Regions from separate parts of the Mus musculus genome. Here all the other regions are linked to region 1. Evidence: chromatin contacts called from public HiChIP or PLAC-seq data. All regions are on one chromosome and are shown on one strand. Each heading gives the region's core, a stretch centred on a gene start, on an enhancer-like site or on the middle of the called end of the contact. The rest is flanking DNA. Distances are from core to core; before and after follow the strand shown. Region 1 overlaps Nmt1 (N-myristoyltransferase 1). Region 2 overlaps Plekhm1 (pleckstrin homology domain containing, family M (with RUN domain) member 1). Region 3 has its middle 11 kb from the start of Adam11. Region 4 has its middle 19 kb from the start of Arhgap27os3.

Region 1 (4,715 bases), core at 804-3,303:
GAAAAAATCCAATCATGTTTTTGGTTTTTTAAATATGGCAGTGGTGTCCTGGAAGTAAGTGATTCCTTAATCAGCCCCCAAACTCACTTCTCCAAAGCATGTTCACAGAAAATGGGAGGCTTCCTCTGGGGACCAGGGTAATCTTAAGTAGTTGGTTAGCAGGTTCTATAGATGCAGCTGTGTACTGAAGTGTGCGACCCTGCCCTCTAGTGGTTCCATTTCTTATTGCAACCAAGGGTTCTTGTTCTAAAAGAAGCCAACGTTCCATGCCTGGGTTGAAAGGGATTGTGAGACCTGGGGTGGATTTGGTAGTTTGCTTTGTCCTTCTGTGAAGCCTGGCGCTGCGTGGAGTTGAAGTTGCCCCGTTTGGCAGAGCATCTCAGTGAGCTCCCTCTCTCTCCGCAGCTGAAAGAGCTGTACACCCTCCTGAACGAGAACTACGTGGAAGATGATGACAATATGTTCCGATTCGACTATTCCCCAGAGTTTCTCTTGTGGTAAGTCATAAGGGGTGTCTTTTATATCTTTATTTAACTTGGAAACAATAGGAATTTGTTTCTCATGATTCTGGAGGCTAGGAAATCGAAGGAGCCAGAGGTTTAGTGTGATAATAGCCTGGTCTCCAGTCTCCAAAACCTCTCCTAGTTAGAAGACAAAGCAGGTAGCAGATCCCAAGAGCCAGCCGCTGAGTGTGAAATCTCTGTGTCCCTCAGTTTGTACATCTGGAGACTTGCTTTAAGTGGTGTTTAGAACTGAAACCTTCCTTAAAATAAATTGCTAGAGGGAGACATGCAGAGTTGTTTCCCAGCAAAGACCATATACTCCATGGTGACTTTCTCAAGGGGAGAAGAGCAGAAGAGCCCTTAAGATTGGAAAGAAAGTTCCTTACAATCCAGTTATTGAGCATGCTCAATTATAGAAAAAGTCTATCCTGGATAAACCATCTGCTATCCTGGGCTACACTCAACCTCTCAGCAGATAGAGGCACGAGGCTGAAGTGGAGCAGGATCACCCTGGGAGGTAGGGAAAGCAGAAAGGAGCGATGCTGAGAGGCGGGACAGAGCCCAGGGTCTCAGAGCACCGTGTAGTTCCTTACCAAAGGACGACTGGCTCTTTGCGTAGAAGACCTCCAGTCCAAGCTTTGAGATGAACATAAAGGCTGGGCGTGGTGGCACACACCTTTAAAATCGGCACTCGGGAGGCAGAGACAGAGACAGGCAAATCTCTGTGTGTTCGAGGCCAGCTGAGGCTACACCATAAGAACCTGTTTCAAAAAACAGAAACACAGAACCTAGCATACGGCTGTACTTAAAAGGCTGAACCAGAATGGTCACAAGGTTCAGGCCAGCCTAGGGGACCTACAGAACCTTGTGTGGTGCTGTAGTGTGGTACCAAGGAACTTGCCTGGAATGTATGTGCGAGACTGGGCACCATCTGCAGCACAAGAAGGTGCTGTGAGAAACGGTTGTGTCTTGATGTGTTGGTGTCCAGGAAGTCTTGGTCCTAAAGAGAATACAGTTGCTAACCCCAGGTGTTAGTACCTGCCTGCTATGAGCAGTGCCACAGCTCCTGTCCCTGTCTCTGTTCCAGGGCTCTCCGGCCACCAGGTTGGCTCCCACAGTGGCACTGTGGGGTCCGAGTGGTCTCAAGTCGGAAACTGGTTGGGTTCATCAGTGCCATCCCAGCAAACATCCACATCTATGACACGTAAGCACCAGCCCTGTGGCCATCATCTTGCCGGTTTTGGAAGAGGAAGGCTACGCAGTCACTGTTGGAGGAGGATGGAGGGGCTGGTGGAGTGGAGGCATCTGTGTATTGGGAGTGACACTAGTCATAGAACCACATGTTCTGACATACATGGTGGCGCACACCTTTAACCCCAGCACATGGTGGCAGAGGCAGGTGGAGCCCTGTGTTCAAGGCCAGCCAAGGCTACATAGTGAGGCTATCTCTAAGTTGTAGCTGGTAGCCTTGTCTGTGACCTGTAGTGAGGCCATCCACGCCTGCATTCCTGCCCCAGTCACACGCTGACACACTGAGCAGCGTCAGAAATGGGCAGGAGCCAGTGTGACTCAGGCTCAGATGGTTTCACAGTCATCTGCGGCCATCTTCTGGGTGTACAGGCTGTAAATTCATGTGAGAACCAAAACCTTGGAGTATCTGCCGGCACTGGGACACACCTGTAATCTAAGCTTGGGTCAAGGCTGGCCCGAGTTACTTAGCAGGTTCAAGATCAGCCTTGTCTCCTATCTAGATGAGCCTTGATTTACTCTGGGGTTTCTCCATTGCTTGCCTCAGGTGGGCCTCCCAGCCCACTCTCAGGATTCCACAGGGCAGTGCTAGGGGTGCCCTCAGAGAAAGGCATTTGAAGGCGCCCCCGTCTGTTTTGAAGTAGATGGTGTGAGGCAAGCTTGCCAAGGAGAAAGTGGTAGTGGGTGGGGTCCCCAGTAGTGACTACTCAATGGAGACTACAGCCGAGTGCATCCCTTCGAGTGAGGTTTGCCTGCTTGGCAAGATTCCTCTTACGTTGAATGGGGAAAGTTGTGAAAGTCAGCAATTTGCCTCTCTTCAGAGAGAAGAAGATGGTGGAGATCAACTTCCTGTGTGTCCACAAGAAGCTGCGCTCTAAGAGGGTGGCTCCAGTTTTGATCCGAGAGATCACCCGGCGGGTCCACCTGGAGGGCATTTTCCAAGCTGTTTACACTGCCGGAGTGGTGTTGCCAAAGCCTGTGGGCACCTGCAGGTAAGAGTTGCTTCCTGCAGGTCCTGGGAATGCAGGGGAGGAGGAATGTCCCCGAGACACAGCATTGCCCTTTTCTGGGCCAAGTTTTTTTGGGGATGGGGTACTGGAAAGAGGCAGATGGAGAAGATTTCGGAATGTAGGGAGAGTATGGTTCAGGGAGTGGGAAGAAAGATTAGACATTGTCGAATTGGGATTGCCAGCAGTTAGAGTGGGGGGAGGGGTTATGAATATTTTGTGGATCAAGGGGAGCTTGTCTGATGATCCCTGTGTAATCTAAGGATGACCTCCATCTTAGAAAGTTGTTTGAAACAATTGAATCCTCTCTGCCTAGAGAGCTGCATAAATAATAACTGCAGGAGAGTACAGAGCAGGCGGGAGGGGGAGCGAGCGCCTGCCTGCCAGTCTCCTGGGCATTGTCAGCCTTCCCCTGGCCTGATTGCCGGAGAGAGGATTGTGCTCCCCAGACACCTGATCTAACAAGGAATGGCTTCTGAAATGGAAGAGCAGGGAGGGAAGATTCCCTGGCCCCCTGGAGGAAGCTGAGGCTGCTCTTCTAGAGAGGGGCTGCCTCATGACACCTGCTATCACCTTGAGGTCCCCTGCCCTTGTCCTCTTAATGAGTGGGACTACCCAGAGTCCTCTGAGGCCAGGACATTTATGTTCCTACAGGTACTGGCATCGATCCCTAAACCCTCGGAAGCTGATTGAAGTGAAGTTCTCCCATCTGAGCAGAAATATGACCATGCAGCGCACCATGAAGCTCTACCGACTGCCAGAGGCCAGTGGTGCCCCGGGGTGGTGGGCAGGAGCGAGGGTGTGGGAGAGGTTTCCACTCACCAGCCCCTAGTCTCCAGGCTCTTGTGCCTTACTGTCCACAAAGGTTTGTTTTTGTTTTCTATTCTTGGCTCTCCTGCCTCGTCTATGCCTGGCTTAGTAGCCCTGCTGTCTGCTGCTGGGCTCAAAGAAGACTGCTTCCCTGTAATTTTAGCCTAAGTGAAGTGTAGATAGAAAATGGATCTCTTTACTAACCTTCATCTCTGTCTGTCCTACATAGTCCAGAGACTAGTCAGCTCTCAAGTGTCCACTCCCTCTGCCAAGGCAGGCAGGGGAGGGCTGCAGAGCTCGTGAGAGAAGCCAGATTTCTAATCCTTCCCCTATACCCAGAATTGGCACTGAGGGACTGGACAGCCTGAAGTAACCAGATCTTCAATTCTAGATCTCAGTCTGCCTACTTCCCCCCAAGTGTCCTGTTCTCCAGCCATGCCTGCCTCAGGACACTGGGCCGTGAGCTCTTTAGTTCCCTTCAGTGGCCTCAGCACATCCACCAGGTGGTGTCACTCACACCAAGTGCTTGCTGCTCAGAGGACTGCAGCTCGAATCTGTTGATCCCCATGTGCTCAGCTTGTTAAGGGCACAGGACTGGGTTAGGGTCATTATCCTGTCTTGAGAGAGTCCTTCAGTCTAGTTCCATATTGACAAAGTAGGTGTGGAAAGCTGCTGTGTGTGTGTGTGTGTGTGTGTGTGTGTGTGATCCCAGCACTCAGGACTAGGAAGATCAGGAGATCCAGGGCAGTCTTGGCTAGATAACAAGTTTGAGGCCAGCCTAAGCTACAGGAAACCCTGTCTTGGGGGGTGGGGAATAGGGGCTTTGGGAATGTCTTTCCCTGGGTGTCATCCCATAACCCCTCCCCTGTATTCCAGGCAGGTTTGGATGAGAACCCAGTGTAGATATATTTTCAGGGTTAGAGAGGTCACCGTGGAGACCGTTGTGATGAAGTAAGCAGTCCCTAGAGAGAGACCTAGGGAGTCAGAGGCTAGAGGTCCACTCGTGCGTGTGTGTGTGTGTGTGTGTGTGTGTGTGTGTGTGTGTGTGTGTGTCTATGAACACCTCCAGGGTCATTCTCTGCCTTCAGCCTTGTTTTGATGCAGCTGTTTTGTGTTGATGTACTGTTTTTCCTCTGTGTACACCAAG
Region 2 (4,715 bases), core at 655-3,154, 340 kb after region 1:
AATTGAATCCAGAGACTCTTTCCGCTGTAGTTCTGCACCAGAGGTAGTGAGAGGGTCGAGTTCAGAGAGGGGGCAAAGCCCAGAGAGCGACAATGGGGTGAGTGTCCATTCATTTAAGATGGCTGACTTGTAGGAGAGTTCGAAGGACAAGGATGTTAGTCCTTGCAGGAAGCTCAGGAGGAACTCAGCCTCCTCGGCATCTCGAAGCAGGGCTGTGGGCTGATAGTACTCGCACAACCGTGCAGGTTCCTGCAGGAGCAGTTTCAGATAGCACTCCATCAGACCGTCATTGAGGGCCAACCGCAGCCAGGCTCGGCAACGGCCTACATCTGTGTTGATGAAGACCAGGTGCTCCAAATCTGAGACAATGTGTCTGCAGGGGGACAGAGCAGATGTGTTGCAAGAAACTGCCTCAAATCTCAGAGATGTGGTTCAAGCTACTGCTTAGCAAGAACGAGTGATAAAGTACTGAAAACATGATCGTATTCAGACATAAAATTCTGGGGACGATGTCTCGGGAATGCAGGAAAGCTGAGCTGTTGAGCTCTAGCTACCAAACATCATCTGCTAACCCAGGACATACCGGCTGAGTCCAACCCCAGTTCCTAGGGAATAAAGCCAGAGCTTGTGCACACTAGGCAAGCATTCGACTACTGAGATTCGCTCTCAGTCGAGAGCAGCTGGCACTGCAGGGAACACTCAGACCCTAGGTGCACAAACTCAGTTCCCAAAGCTTCGGTCTGACACAGCCACAGTCCCCTTCTCTGCTGCCACGGTGTCCTGTGCAGAAGTGTACCCCCAGTCCTCTGGACTCAGTGTAAGCTGTACTTAACTTCGGCAGTATTACTGACTGGCTAACTGACTCAGGGTACCACTGAGCTGGATATAGAGACAACTAGAAACTCAGTCTCTGGGACTGGAGCGGTGGCTCAGTGGTTAAGAGCACTTGCTGTGCTTCCAGAGGATCTGAGTTCAAGTCCCAGCACATATGTTGAGTGCCTCACATACTCATAACTCCAGCTCCAGGGGATCTGATTACCTCTTCTGGACTCCATAGGCACCCACATGCATGTGGCATAGACACACAGGCACACACTCATACACACAAACTTAAAACAAAACTTAAAAACAAAGAAACACACTGTTACTTGGAAGAGAGCTAAAAAAACCAAGACAGGGCACTATCAGCAGCTACAGGAAGGCAGACCAAAGACTGACAAGGTGTCTTCAGGCACTTAACACTTTACGGAGGCAGTGCTAGGTACCAGCATAGGGTCTAAGCAGCCAAGGACAAGGCCAAAGACAGGGCCTTAGGGTGAATATTCAGAAATATATCTGGTTTCTAGGCTAAGTGCCACACATACCTCATCATGAACATAAAGTTCAGAATACAGGAGCTGGAGAAATGGCTCCCTGGTTAAAAGCACTGGCTGCTTTTGCAGAGGACCCAGGTTCTATTTTCAGCGCTCACATGGTGGCTGGCTCAATCATCTGTAGGTCCAGTTCCCAGGGGTCTGGCATCCTCTTTTGGCTTGTGTGCCCTGCACCAGACACATACATGGTGCACAGATACTCATGTAGGGGGATACTTACACATATAAAATTTTAAAAAACATATATTTTAAATTTAGAAGACAGACTTGAATATTCAAAGGCAAGTCAGCAACATTTCCTGCTGGGCGTGGTGGCGCACGCCTTTAATCCCAGCAGAGGCAGGTGGATTTCTGAGTTCCAGGCCAGCCTGATCTACAAAGTGAGTTCCAGGACAGCCAGGGCTATAAGGAGAAACCCTGTCTTGAAAAAAAAAAAAAAAAAGGAGAGGGGATACTTTAGTCTTCTCAGGCCACACCACTCAGCAGTAAGTACATGACTCAGCCTAGCGGAGTCTAAAGGTCATTAGTGCTGGGGTGAGGAGAAGCCACAGGCTCTAGAGGAGTGTCTCAGGGTCTGGAGGCAAGCCTTCCTTAAGCCTAGCCCTACAGTCACTGCATAGCGACTACACCACAACACTGCTTCTGGCTGTGCCACCCTGGAGAGGAGCCCAGCGCCCCAGGCTGAAGCTCCTCTCTCCCTGACGGATCTCACCTGTGGGTGATGGCTTTCAGAAGGGGCCAGAAGACAGGCTGAGGCAGAGCCTTCTGGTGAGTGTGCTTCTTCCTTTTGCCGCCAGCCTCGGCGCGGATGTGCTTGGCATGCAGGCCGTGGATGAACACAGCCTCCAGGGCACTGCACATGGTGTTGGCATCTCCATCTTCACTGGTGACCACTGTGTCCAGAGACACATGCTGTTTCTGCAGAGCCTTCACGGATCCCACGAGCTTCTTCTTGATGACCTAAGTTGTGTTAAACACAAGGGCAGACTTTAGAGGGAAGTCCTATGTGGAGCCCCTGGAATGTAGTCCAGGGCCTGTTTTTTGAGGTGTGTGACCACACACACTTATGTATGTAACCTAGACTCCTTCTGCAAAGCTAGCTATTGTGGCAAGTGAAGATCCGGCATACAGAAGAAATGGTTTTGTACATCTATTTTTTTTTTATTTTTTATTTAAAAGAAAAAGTTTTAATTAAATTTATTAATGTATGTGTGAGTGTTTGGCCTACATGTATGTATGTGTATCACATGTGTGCCTAGTGTCTGAGGTTAGAAGAGGGTATCAAATTCCCTAAAACTGGAGTTATGGATGGTTGTGGGCCACACACCATGTAGATGCTGAAAATCAAACCCAGATCCTCTGCAAGAGCAACAAGTGCGCCCTATCTCTCCCTCTCTCTTTTTAAAATATCTATTTATTTATTTTACGTACGTGAGTACATACATGGTCACTGTCTTCAGACACACCAGAAGAGGGCAATGGATCCCATTACAGATGGTTGTGAGCCACCATGTGGTTGCTGGGATTTGAACTCAGGACCTCTGGAAGAGCAGCCTGTGCTCTTAGCTGCTGAGCCATCTCTCCAGTCCCGTATCTTTTGGTTTTTAAAACTAAACATCAATCTTGTATTTAACTACTGAAATGGTGGCTTGGGGGCACTCGGCAGAGACAAGCTAAGGAGGCAGAGTATTTCTTTAGAACAATAACAAAGAAAGGACCAGCAAGTGTGGCTCAAGAGAGTATGCTTGACAGTTACAGCCCTCCATTAGATCCCCAACACTGTGGGGAGGAAAGACCAGTCAAGACCACAGATGTATAATTATATTAGCTAAGAGCCTAGGCCTAGAGCAAAGCTTTAAAGGATTTCTGTAGCTCTGGCTGTCCTGGAATTCACTTTGTAGACCAGGCTAGCCTTGAATCTAGAGATCTATCTGAACCACCATGCCCCGCAGAGGCCATTGCTTGAAGACAGAAATTGGTTTTTCTTTTCTCCTCATGTCTCTAACACTTGCCACTGTGTCTGATACAATAACATATATAAGGCATGCAATTCCAAATGTACACCAGGTGTTGGTGGGAAAATCATACAATCATAGATATGAGTGTATCAAATCTTTAGTGTTTAGCAAAGAACTAGACAGAACTGCAGAAGAACCGGTTTGAAGCAAGTATTAAGTTATAGATAAATACTTCACTTTTATTCTGACTTAATCTGAACAGAGGGTGTTGTTTGGAAAGTTGAATTTTAAAAATTAACAAGTTATAATTTACACTAACTTCTCTGATTTAAATGACAAACTTCGGGGTTTGTTTGTCTTGCTATTTTTGATCCTCCCCAGAAGTAACCACATTTTTCAATTTTGGTTAACTTTTACTTTCACAAATTATTACTACTACTGCTACTATTTTAATTTATTGACACTGAGCATTGCGGCACATTCCTTTAATCTCAGCACTCAGGAGGCAGAAGCAGGCAGATCTCTGTAAGCCTAAGGCTAACCTGGTCTACATAAGGAATTCCAGATCAGTCAGGGCTAAACAGTAAGACCCTGTCTCAAATGAAACAACCAACCAAGCAGATTCATTTACAATGGCTGCTGAGAGGAGAATCAGCCTTCTATAGGATGAGCACTAGTAGGCTGTCTAGTCCCCCATATGCAGAAGATTATATCCACAAGTATGTGTTTGTATACGTGTGAGGGTAGCAACAAGAAGCATAGAAGAAGAGATCATGAACTTGGAAGTGAGTGCTGGAGGTAGGAGGGCTAGAAATGACAGTGCTCACATATGAAATCCTAAAAAAAAGAAAAAAGGAAAAGGTTTGCTTGGCAGGAGCTGGAGAGGTGGCTCAGCTTAGGAGCACTGGCTGCTCTTGTAGAGGCCCAGGTTTGCTGCCTAGCATGCACATGGAGCTCACATCTGTAACTACAGTATAGAAATCTGATGCCCTCTTCTGGCCTCCACAGGCACCATGTGTGCATGTGATACATTTACATTTTTGGGCAAAATGTTCATATAAAAATAAAACCTCTAGGCCGGGTGGTGGTGGTACACGCCTTTAATCCCAGCACTTGGGAGGCAGAGGGAGGTGGATTCCTGAGTTCGAGGCCAGCCTGGTCTACAAAGTGAGTTCCAGGACAGCCAGGGCTACACAGAGAAACCCTGTCTCGAAAAAACAAAACAAAAAACTGAAAAAATATAAAACCTCTAAAAAAACCTTACTTTTAGTTTATGTGTATATTTTGCCTTCATGTAAGTGCACTGTGTGTGTGTGTGTTTATGTATGTATGTATGTGTGTGTGCACGTGTGCGGTACTCATAGGGACTAGAAGAGGATGGTGG
Region 3 (4,715 bases), core at 902-3,401, 310 kb before region 1:
TCAGTCTTCCACTAGCAGCATTTGGATGAAGACATAGAACTCTTAACTCTGCCTGTGCCATGCCTGCCTGGATACTGCCATGCTTCCACCTTGATGATAATGGACTGAACCTCTGAGCCTGTAAGCCAGCCCTAATTAAATGTTGTTTTTTATAAGACTTGTCTTGGTCATGGTGTCTGTTCACAGCAGTAAAACCCTAAGACAGCTTCCCTTCACAGGACAGGAAAACTACTGCTCTGTTTAGGCTCTGTCAGACTAGAATCTTCAGAGTTCAGTTTAGGGTCAAAGGACAAAGTGTGAACAGCTAACTCGAGAGTCTGTAGTCATGGCTATTGGTCCAGCCTTGTTTTCTTCCAAATTGTAACCTCTTCACCAGGCCCAGAGCCTTCTGGTTCCCTTTAAAATAGGGTATAAAATAGGGTACCCCCACTTATGTTACCCACACACTGGGATGTGGCAGTAAGGCATCTGAAGACAAACCAGGAAGGACAGAGTTCCTTGTACACATTTAATGTAGAGAAACAGATACAGGTTGCGGTGCAGCCTTACGAGGGCTGGAACGTGTGCTGGCGTCCTTCCTCAGACCTTTCCCTCCCCCACTGTAGTCAAAATGGAAGGTTTCTGTGTCTCGGGAAGTTTCATCCTTGCTGCCATCTGTCTAAATCCTTTCCTGAAGTTTCTTTTCTGAGACCCAGAGGCTCCAACACTGTTAGGCAGCTCACACTGTACCAGGTAAGTCCTTTTGATTCCTGAGGACCGTGGCTGGTTACAGGCCAAAGTCCACCCTCAGGGGCCTGCTGGTCAGAGTTGGCACTGATCATCAGCTCGCTCCATTGGCAAAGACTCTTCTGGGAACTCAGCCCAGAGAAGAGGTCACTGGAGCCGTATTTACACAGTGGTCTTTAACTGAAGATTTTGACTTAAAAGTGTTTGGAGAGCAAAAGGCTGTTTTCTGAAACTCATATATATATGAGAGTCATCAGAGTCTCCTGGTTCCCCAAAAATGCAAGTCCCAGGGGCAGAGGACATGGCTCAGTGGGTAAGAACAGTTTCTGGGCAAGTGTGAAGATCTGAGTTTGAATCCCCAGCACCCATAAGAAAAGCCTGGCATAACTGTCCATGTAACCCCAGCACTGTGAGGGTGCATGCATGTAACCTCAGCACTGTGAGGGTCCTTTCAGCTTAGCTCCAGGTTCAGTAATAGGCTCCGTCTCAAGGGAATGAGGTAGAGAGTTAAAGAGCAGGCTTTCCCTGGCCTCTCTGTACTTAAGTGCACATGCACCCAAACACATGTGCACATACACCAACTACATAGACACAAAGTAGGTCCCCAATATTTTTTAAATAAATGCAGGCTTCTGGACTTCTATCCATACTTGCAGAATCAGAATCTATAATGGCAAGAGTCAAGCATGATGGTGCACACCTGTAACCTCAGCCAAGGCTGGAGAGTCACGAGTTCAAGGCCAACCTGAGCTAAACAGTAGGACTTTGTCTCCAAAATCCAAGGGCTGAGGAAGGAGACCATAGCTTTCCTCACTTTCCTGCCCCGTAAAAAGCCTTGGGGTTAATCCCAACCATGGGCCATCAAGGATACTCAGACATATGCAAAGAATCTCTGATTACCTGCAGTCCTAAAAGCTCAGAAGTTAGGAAGGAGGGAGGGAGGCAGCCAGGGAATGAGGGAGGAAGGGAGGGAGACAGACAGACAGAACAAAAGAAAGAGTCTGAGAGGCCATTGAATCCATCACCTGAGCTGAATTCCTTCTCTACTTTGGTCAGTGAACTTTCAAATTCCCAGGATCTGCAGAGCCAGAACCCTGACAAACCTGTGTGTCACATGGCCATCCAATACAGCAAGTGCCCCACGCCCACACCCTTAGTCAGTCCAATACAGCAAGTGCCCCACGCCCACACCCTTAGTCAGTCCAATACAGCAAGTGCCCCACGCCCACACCCTTAGTCAGTCCTCATTTCTTAGCCCATCAGTGGTGTGAACTGAAGTCTCTCCCTCCCTCCCTGCCTCCCTCCCTCCCTCCCTCCCTCCCTCCCTCCACAAATTCTCTTTGTGTAACCCAGGCTGGCCCTGACCTCATTGTCCCAATGTCCCAGCTTCCCTAGGGATTACAGGACATGCCTGGCATGTTGTCAGATCCTTCCTAACTTCTGAGTCACAGGGTTAGGTCATGGAGTCAACAGTGGAACAAGGAAGACTCAGCCCTAGAGTCTGTAGAGCCATGAAGAACCCCTGTCCCTGAGCAGATGAAACTGAGGTCAGGAAATAGCAGTGTGAGAGAGCAGAGAAAGATGCCTTCCCCTTTGTGCCTTCGCCTTTGTGCGGCAGATGGGGAAAGACTCCGCGCAATAGATGAGGGTGCATCTGGGAGTCAAGGCTGAAGTCCCCAATGCCTTTGTCCCTTTCCTAGAAGGTACAAGAGATACCAGACAGCAGATGCCCTAGGTGTGCCGCAGAGCAAGGCCTGGGATGGCCTTGGGTTTGCAGTGGAGCTGAGAAAGCTGTAAGGGGGTGGGGCAGGGGGAGGGTAATGAAGCAATGAATTTTGGTTTTGGGCTGTGAGGAGCCTTGCAAGGATTGACCTAAATCAGGGATCTTTGTGTGTATAAAGCCCCACATTCGTGTGTATAAGAATTAAGGAAAGAAACGGATACTTTCACATTTTTAAAATAATTAAGTGGGGTGGGGCGCGCACTTGTAATCCTCGCTCTCCAGAAGTAGAAAGATTATGGGCTAGTTAACGGGACTCTCACTTCCCTTCCATAGTTAGATATCCATGTATACATATATATGGCACTATAAATATAGCATGCATACATATATAGCATGCACTTGCACTCAAAATTCAAGAACTACAAAAGGCTTAAAGTGAAAGTGGATTCCACATCCATCCTCCAGTTCGCATACATTCACACAGCACATCCGACCGTTTTAACCTCCGTCCTGGGGCAAATGGTGCTCCATGTGCGGCTTCTTGCTTCCCCCAGTATACCTTAAATAATTTATAACTGCTACTAAAAAGCGTCTTTAAATGCCCCCCCCCAATCTTTGGCTACAGAATATACCATTGCCTGAATCTGCAGTGCTTTGTTTAACCTGTTTCTTGCTAATGGACACAGATTAGCTGCAGTGAGTAAGTATTTACAATCAATGTGTAGTGGGTAATAAAGTCCTGAGGTAGCGACACTGGGTCAGAGGGTGCCTACATTTATAATTTTCTTCAGTGTGGCCAAATTATTTTTTACTCATTTACTCATTCACACACACACATACACTCATATGTACTCACTGTGTCTCTCTCTCTCACACACACACACATACACACACACATGCACACACACACATACACTCACACACATGTACATGCACACACATACACACTCACACACATGTACATGCACACACACACTCACACATACACACACTCTGTTTCCTTGGCCCCTTGTTATTCTAGCAAACTGATAAATTGGAGCATGTATGATATAGTCCTAGTCTTCATTTTCTCTTACAATGAATGGCGTCAACAGTTCTGTCTGGTCATTTGGGTTTTCTGTGTGAGGCCTCTGGCTACCCTCTGCTCGTTTTCCTGGGTTATTGATCACTTTCCTGGTGCTTTGTAAGGAGCCCTGCATGCATTAGGGCACCAGCCTTTTAAAATTAACTTGTACATAGTTTTGGAATCAGTGGCTTCTCTCTTAACTGTGCTTATGACCTCTACCCTATATACATCTGTATAAAGTCGAATTTATCGGCTTTTCCATGTTTCCTACAGTTTGTGTTATACCTTTAAAGTCCATAAAAGGGATTGGACTTGCTGAATTTGCTAAGACAGCCAAACAGCAACACCCTTTAGGCTCTTTGCAATACAGGGCTGAAATTCCAGAGAGATGTTTGCAGAAGATGCCTGCCTGCCTGTCTGTCTGTCTGTCTGACTTGCTTCATTTGAGGAAGAAGGGTTCTGTGAATGCTGCCTCTGCAGACTTCCCTGTGGTGAGCCCCCTCCCTAGTAGGCCACCACTCCCCACACTGTTCTGGGGGAGCCCAGTTTGTCAAGGATGACCCTTGCCTGCCCAGTCCCCTCTTTGCCTTGCCCAGTGCTAGAAGTGCTGGGATCTCAGCTTGCCCCACCGTAGCTGTATCTTAACTCCCTGTGCCTCCCATTGGGCAACATCTTCAGAGTGCTCAGCCCCAGGGCTTTGCCCGAGAACACCATCCGTATACAGGAGCAGATCAAATCATCACCCAGCTCAGCCACGACTTTATGGGCATCCCCTCTCGGGCCAGGCTCCCCACGTGAGCCCAATCTGTCCCTCCTCCAGGTGGGAAGGAACCCTAAGGTTAACAGCATTGGCTTCTTCTTTCTCTCCCCTCCCCTTTCCTTCCCACTCTCTTCTGTCCTGTTTGTATTAGGGGTGGCCGTTGGCATGGTGGAGAGTGAGTAGCTCTGGCTAGCTAGAAATGAGTGTACAGAGAGCTCCTGGGTCCCTCCAAGATGCACAAGCAAGGTCCTTCTCACTTTCCAGAATTTTCCTACCCCAGGAAAGATTGCATAATGAGAATCCCAGGGCCTTTTGCACCCAGCTTTCCCCTCCACTGCCCACCAGGTACAAACACTCCATCACCTAGAGCTGGGGCTTCCCACTGTCACCTGAATCATTGCCTCGGGATTCAGCTTAGACAGCGGGCTCTGCAGCTACCA
Region 4 (4,715 bases), core at 1,138-3,637, 270 kb after region 1:
GTGGGCTGGGCTACCTTGCTGTTGCCAGGTAACTGTGGGGAGGAGCATAACTGTGGGGGTGGAGTCCAGACAGCTTACGTGACTGATGGCCACAGAATTATGGAGCTGGGGCCTCATATCAGGAACCCATGTCTGGGAGCATGGCAAAAGGACCTTTCGTCCCTTGCAGATTAATCTGCTGGGTCTCTGGGGTTTAAACCTAGCTCAGCCCAGAAAACAGGCTGCCTTTCACAGTCCCACAGTTTTTCTACATGATCTTCAACCTTTTCTATTGATTTTTTTCCTACAGGTTTTTTTTTCCTATATGTGTGCGTGCGCGCGCACACACACAGACATATACATACCAAAAAAAGTAGTAAAAGTAAATTTTAGAAAGGAATAAAGAAGCAAGCGCTCTGGGCCTCTGGGGACTTTCTCTGGATGTAACAAGAACGTCTCACAGAGTTAAAAAAGAAACAGCGTCCAGATGGCAGCATGCCTTGCTCATTGATTGTTCCTGCGGAATTCATTACATATTCCAGTTATTAATCTTTTGATGGATATGATTTACACATGATAGGATCTCCCCAGTGAATATACTTTCTGGGGACGTTATTACTAGAAACCCTGTATCATATGTCTCAGGTGCTTTAAAATAAATAGAATACAAACAGAATATGTAATCTCTACTTTCTAGCTAGCTATCTTGCTCGTGGCCAGCTCTGGCCAGCGTCCCTCGGTCCACATTTACAAGAGACTGCAGTAAGTGTAAAAGGGGCTGAGGAGGTGGCTCATCGTCCTTGCCCTGAAGGTGTGAAGACAGAGTTTGAATCCCCAGGACCCATATTAAACCAGGCAGGTGTGGTGGGAACGGTAATCCTAGCACTGGGGAGGCAGAAACAGGGAGTTGCCGGGACAAGCTGGCTAGCAGGCTGTGCATGCTGGCTGTGAATGTCACTGAATGCTCAGTGAGTGGAGTGTAGAGAGGTTGAAGGAGACAGCCAACATGAAGTCCATTGACTTCAGGTCTTTACGTGTGAGTGTATGCACATGTGCACACACAGATACTCACACACACACCTACACACATGCACACATAAACACACCCCAAACAGTAGTAAAAATAAGTTTCAGAAAGGAATAAAGAGGTGAGCACTCAGGACCTCTGGGAACTTTCTCTGGATGTACCAGGAACATCTCACAGAGTTAAAAAAGAAACAGCGTCTAGACGGCAGCACGCATGCTCACTGTTACGCTTCTGTGCCCTCGTCACTCTGGATAGGACCTGGGCACCTCTTGTACTTGTGCCAGCTGGTGCCGTCCTCCTTGTGAGCCTCACACACCGCCCAGTCAGCATCTGAGCACTGAATGTGGAGAGGGTCTTTAGGAGGGTTGACAGAATGTGATGGACACCTGAGGAACGTTGTTCGGCTGACGGTGTGGAGACAGACTGTGAGACAGGTTGGTTGGTTGATGTAAAGTGGGGCAGAGAACCTTCTGGGAGCTCACAGCTAGAAGACTGAGGAGAGAGAAGGCTGGAAGGAGTAGCGTGCCGAGGGAAGGGAGATGCTGGGACAGTCATCGTTCAGTGTTCATGTGTAGGTGACAAGGAGCAGCAGTCAGCCAGTCAGACAGACAAAAACTCCTATTCTTGATGGACTCTTGGGTTTATGGAAAAGACAGCCTGGGAAGGGCAAAAGCTTCTCAAGCAAACAGGAGGCAGCGGGCAGTTGGGCAGCTTTTCCCTGGGAGGTGTAAACACCTGTTTACTTACCCTGCATAAGGCACCAACAATGGACCAGAAATTATTGCCCCCATGTCTGAGTCTTGTTCGTGGAGACGGTGATTGTTGGGGTTGCTCTTCAGGAGCACAGGCGCCTCAGACAGCTGCATCATGACAAAGCCCGTCCGCTTCAGTCTGGCAGGGCTTCCTTCCAGGTTTTCAGTGTCATCTGGTGCCAGCACACAGCAAAGGCTCGTTAAGGTCCTTCGCCCAGGCCAGATGCATGCTTGGAGAGCGTGTTAGAGAACGCTTGGAGTGTGAAGGGGTCTCTAGAGAAGAAGGGGCCGTGAGTGGGGTGAGAAATTGATACCCAGCGCCACCGCGGACTTGGGAGACCTGGAAATGTGAGGTAGCATGGGTGGGGGGAGGTACTCAGACATCCTCAACAACAATGACCTCTGACTGGGGGAGCTCCCCCCCCCATCTCCTTTCCAAGTTTTGTCTCTTCTAAGGGTATGTGTCCTTTGCTTTACCCCAGCCTTAGAGCTTAAAGTCACACGGAAACCTGTGGGCTAGGACATACTGGAGAAGACACTTGGGTTCGCTTGGCTCATACAAAGTCCCAAAGTGTCCCCTCTCGCTCTGGGTGTGTCTGTGGGATTACCTCTCAGGAAAAAGGGCTCTCGTGCCCCCTGCTGGCAGCTCTGCTCCAAGCATCCCTGTCACTCGCTGAGGATGCTACGGGAAGGTGAGCACCTTTGTGAGAAGCAAGGCGGGTTTCCAGGCTGTAGGGGCTGAGGGGTGGGGGTGGAAGTGGGGTGGGGGCAGGGCATGGGTAGAGGTAGGGAGCGTTGGGGTGGGGTTGGGGAGGGTGGAATACTGACCTGCCAGAGTGGAGGATTGGTTATTCTTCGGAACTCTGGAGGTTTCCAAATTGGTTCACCTCCCTTTATCCTTTACCTCAAGCTAGGAGTGACTTTTCAAAAACCTATCAGAGGCAGTCCTCGGAACCACAAGCCTCATCACTGGTTCTTTTGGGTCTGAAGCCCCTTGTGCCCAGTGCAGAGAGCCCAGTCTCCAGAGGCTACACGCTGTATGAGTTCATCTACAAAACCGTTTCAAAGGAAGAAATGAGAAATGGAGAAAGACCAGGTTGTCAATTGGGGAAGAGACAGGGAGATGTGAAGATAGAGGAACCCCTGGAGGGGGGCTGATGAGGATAGAAACATTTGTTGCTCTTGCATAGGACCCTGGTTCAAGTCCCATCATCCTCACAGCAGCTCACAATTGTCTGTAACTGCAGTTTCGGGGTATCTGAATGTCTTCTTCTGGCACAGGTGGCCACCAGTCAAATACCTACACACAGGCAAAAGTACTCATGAACTTAAAATAATAAGTTAGGGCTGGAGAGGTGGCTCAGCGATTAAGAGCACTGGCTGCTCTTCCAGAGGTCTTGAGTTCAATTCCCAGCAACCACATAGTGGTTCACAACCATCTGTAATGTGATCTGATGCCCTCTTCTGGCACATAGGTGTACATGCAGATAGAGCACTCACATACATTAAATGAATAAATAAAACCTTTTGAAAAAATAAATAAAAATAACATAAAATAGAAATTCCATCCCATTCCTGCTTCCCCAGTTTTGGTAGTAGAGGTTGCCTAGAGCCTCTCACGTTCTGAGCAGGTGTTCTTTGGGTAAGCTGTCTCCCAAGAATGTTGTTTTTGTTTTTGTTTTGGACAGGGTCTTACTCTGTAGCTCTGACTTGCCTAGAACTCACTATATAGACCAGGCTGGCCTCAAGCTCGCAGAGACTCACCTGCTTCTGCCTCCCAAGAGCTGGGGTTAAAGGCATGCACCACCATGTCTGGCAGATATGGGGGTTTTTGAAACAATAGAACCATTCTGTTTTGATTGTGGTGGTGGCTGGGACACTTTGTGCCTGTGACAAAATACAGAATTCTACATAAAGACACACAGTAAGGAGTGTGCAAAGGCCAGAGGAGTAGGCAGTCCCATAGCATAGTAGGGCTCATTAAGACTGGCGTCTCTCAGGACTGATGTGCATAGCAGTTATGTAGGAGGCCATGGTGGGCCCTGGATGCTAACAGTGGCCTGAGACTTCAACACCAGGGGATCAGATACTCTCTTCTGGCCTTAGCAGATACATGCACACACGGGACACACACACACACACAGACTTACAGACAGAGGACGAGGAGGTGGAAAAAGGGAAGGAGAAGAAAGGATCTTGGTGTGTTGCTATTCCAGAACTTGGGATATAGAAGCAGGAGGATGGGAAACTCAAGGTTATCTTTGGCTCTATAGCAAGATGGAGGCCTGTCTGACTGCGTTGTGACTCTGTCTCAACGCTATACAACACAATACAGGAAGACTGGCCGCAGAGTCTTTCTGATGATTGCCACCTAGTGGTGCATGTGAGTACTGCAGGATGGAGCGTGTTCTGTTGGTGGGCACCCCACCTCCACCCCTTTTTAGTAAAAGGAATCTCATATCAAAGGTCTTTTTCTAAGGCCTCTAGCAGGAGAACACCCAGGCTTGAAAGGCCCAGGAAGGCAGGCTCCCTTCCTGCCCTCTTGTCAATATAATGAGACTCATTCCGCTTTGGTCTAGCAAGGCGCTCTACCTCAAACACCCTTGCCTCAAAGCATATAAAAAGTAGCTTTCCTGAGACACTGCTGTTCTGAGGTCTTCAGAAAAGACGGCTGCAGGACCCTGGGATCAAAGGACTCACAGGCCCAGCATGGTGGTCTTGTGGCTGTAAATCTCTAGGACCGGGGCTAGCCTAGAAGACTAATGTGATTTCACAAACATACCTGCACTAGGTTCAGGGTTGGAAAAGCTGCACAAGACTCACTGTGCAATCGTGGACAGCTTCTGAGGCAGATGTAGATGTCTCAGTTTATAGATGAGTGGCCTGGTGCAAGCTACCTGCTAAGATCACTCAATAAGAAATGTCAGGGAGGAGGGGGGAAGCTGGAGAGATGGCTC

What was found. HiChIP or PLAC-seq counts read pairs in DNA pulled down with a chosen protein or histone mark.
Region 2: an HNF4G HiChIP or PLAC-seq map of pancreatic cancer cells shows a contact between it and region 1. The contact joins two enhancer-like sites. A contact is called at or near these places in 2 of 115 datasets of contacts at active chromatin or transcription factors (double positive thymocytes and pancreatic cancer cells).
Region 3: an HNF4G HiChIP or PLAC-seq map of pancreatic cancer cells shows a contact between it and region 1. The contact joins two enhancer-like sites. A contact is called at or near these places in 4 of 484 Hi-C or Micro-C datasets (the G1E-ER4 cell line, cerebellar granule neurons and cortical neurons) and 3 of 115 datasets of contacts at active chromatin or transcription factors (embryonic stem cells, epiblast stem cells and pancreatic cancer cells).
Region 4: a contact with region 1 is called in a FOXA1 HiChIP or PLAC-seq map of pancreatic cancer cells. The contact joins two enhancer-like sites. A contact is called at or near these places in 2 of 15 datasets of contacts at CTCF or cohesin (the NIH/3T3 cell line and large pre-B cells), 5 of 484 Hi-C or Micro-C datasets (the Ba/F3 cell line, muscle stem cells, myocytes and 2 more), 3 of 115 datasets of contacts at active chromatin or transcription factors (epiblast stem cells, microglia and pancreatic cancer cells) and 2 of 9 other capture datasets (adipose tissue and liver).

Annotation. Positions count from the first base shown.
Region 1 is chr11:103,054,793-103,059,507 of GRCm38.p6, forward strand. It overlaps Nmt1 (N-myristoyltransferase 1), which reads left to right. Exons shown (of 12, transcript NM_008707.4): 5 at 406-497; 6 at 1,591-1,707; 7 at 2,573-2,743; 8 at 3,413-3,521. Among named protein-coding and RNA genes, the nearest start is that of Gm42090, 9.5 kb to the left of the region's middle. Within about 2 kb of position 2,054, at least 32 of the 459 cell types and tissues checked have an H3K27ac peak or open chromatin away from gene starts, as enhancers often do. A contact at or near this core is called in pancreatic cancer cells, where this site is marked.
Region 2 is chr11:103,394,942-103,399,656 of GRCm38.p6, forward strand. It overlaps Plekhm1 (pleckstrin homology domain containing, family M (with RUN domain) member 1), which reads right to left. Exons shown (of 12, transcript NM_183034.2): 3 at 2,086-2,333; 4 at 1-373. Among named protein-coding and RNA genes, the nearest start is that of Plekhm1, 15 kb to the right of the region's middle. Within about 2 kb of position 1,905, at least 43 of the 459 cell types and tissues checked have an H3K27ac peak or open chromatin away from gene starts, as enhancers often do. A contact at or near this core is called in pancreatic cancer cells, where this site is marked.
Region 3 is chr11:102,747,775-102,752,489 of GRCm38.p6, forward strand. It overlaps the pseudogene Gm39501. Among named protein-coding and RNA genes, the nearest start is that of Adam11, 11 kb to the right of the region's middle. Within about 2 kb of position 2,152, at least 40 of the 459 cell types and tissues checked have an H3K27ac peak or open chromatin away from gene starts, as enhancers often do. A contact at or near this core is called in pancreatic cancer cells, where this site is marked.
Region 4 is chr11:103,323,019-103,327,733 of GRCm38.p6, forward strand. No RefSeq gene overlaps it. Among named protein-coding and RNA genes, the nearest start is that of Arhgap27os3, 19 kb to the right of the region's middle. Within about 2 kb of position 2,388, at least 10 of the 459 cell types and tissues checked have an H3K27ac peak or open chromatin away from gene starts, as enhancers often do. A contact at or near this core is called in pancreatic cancer cells, where this site is marked.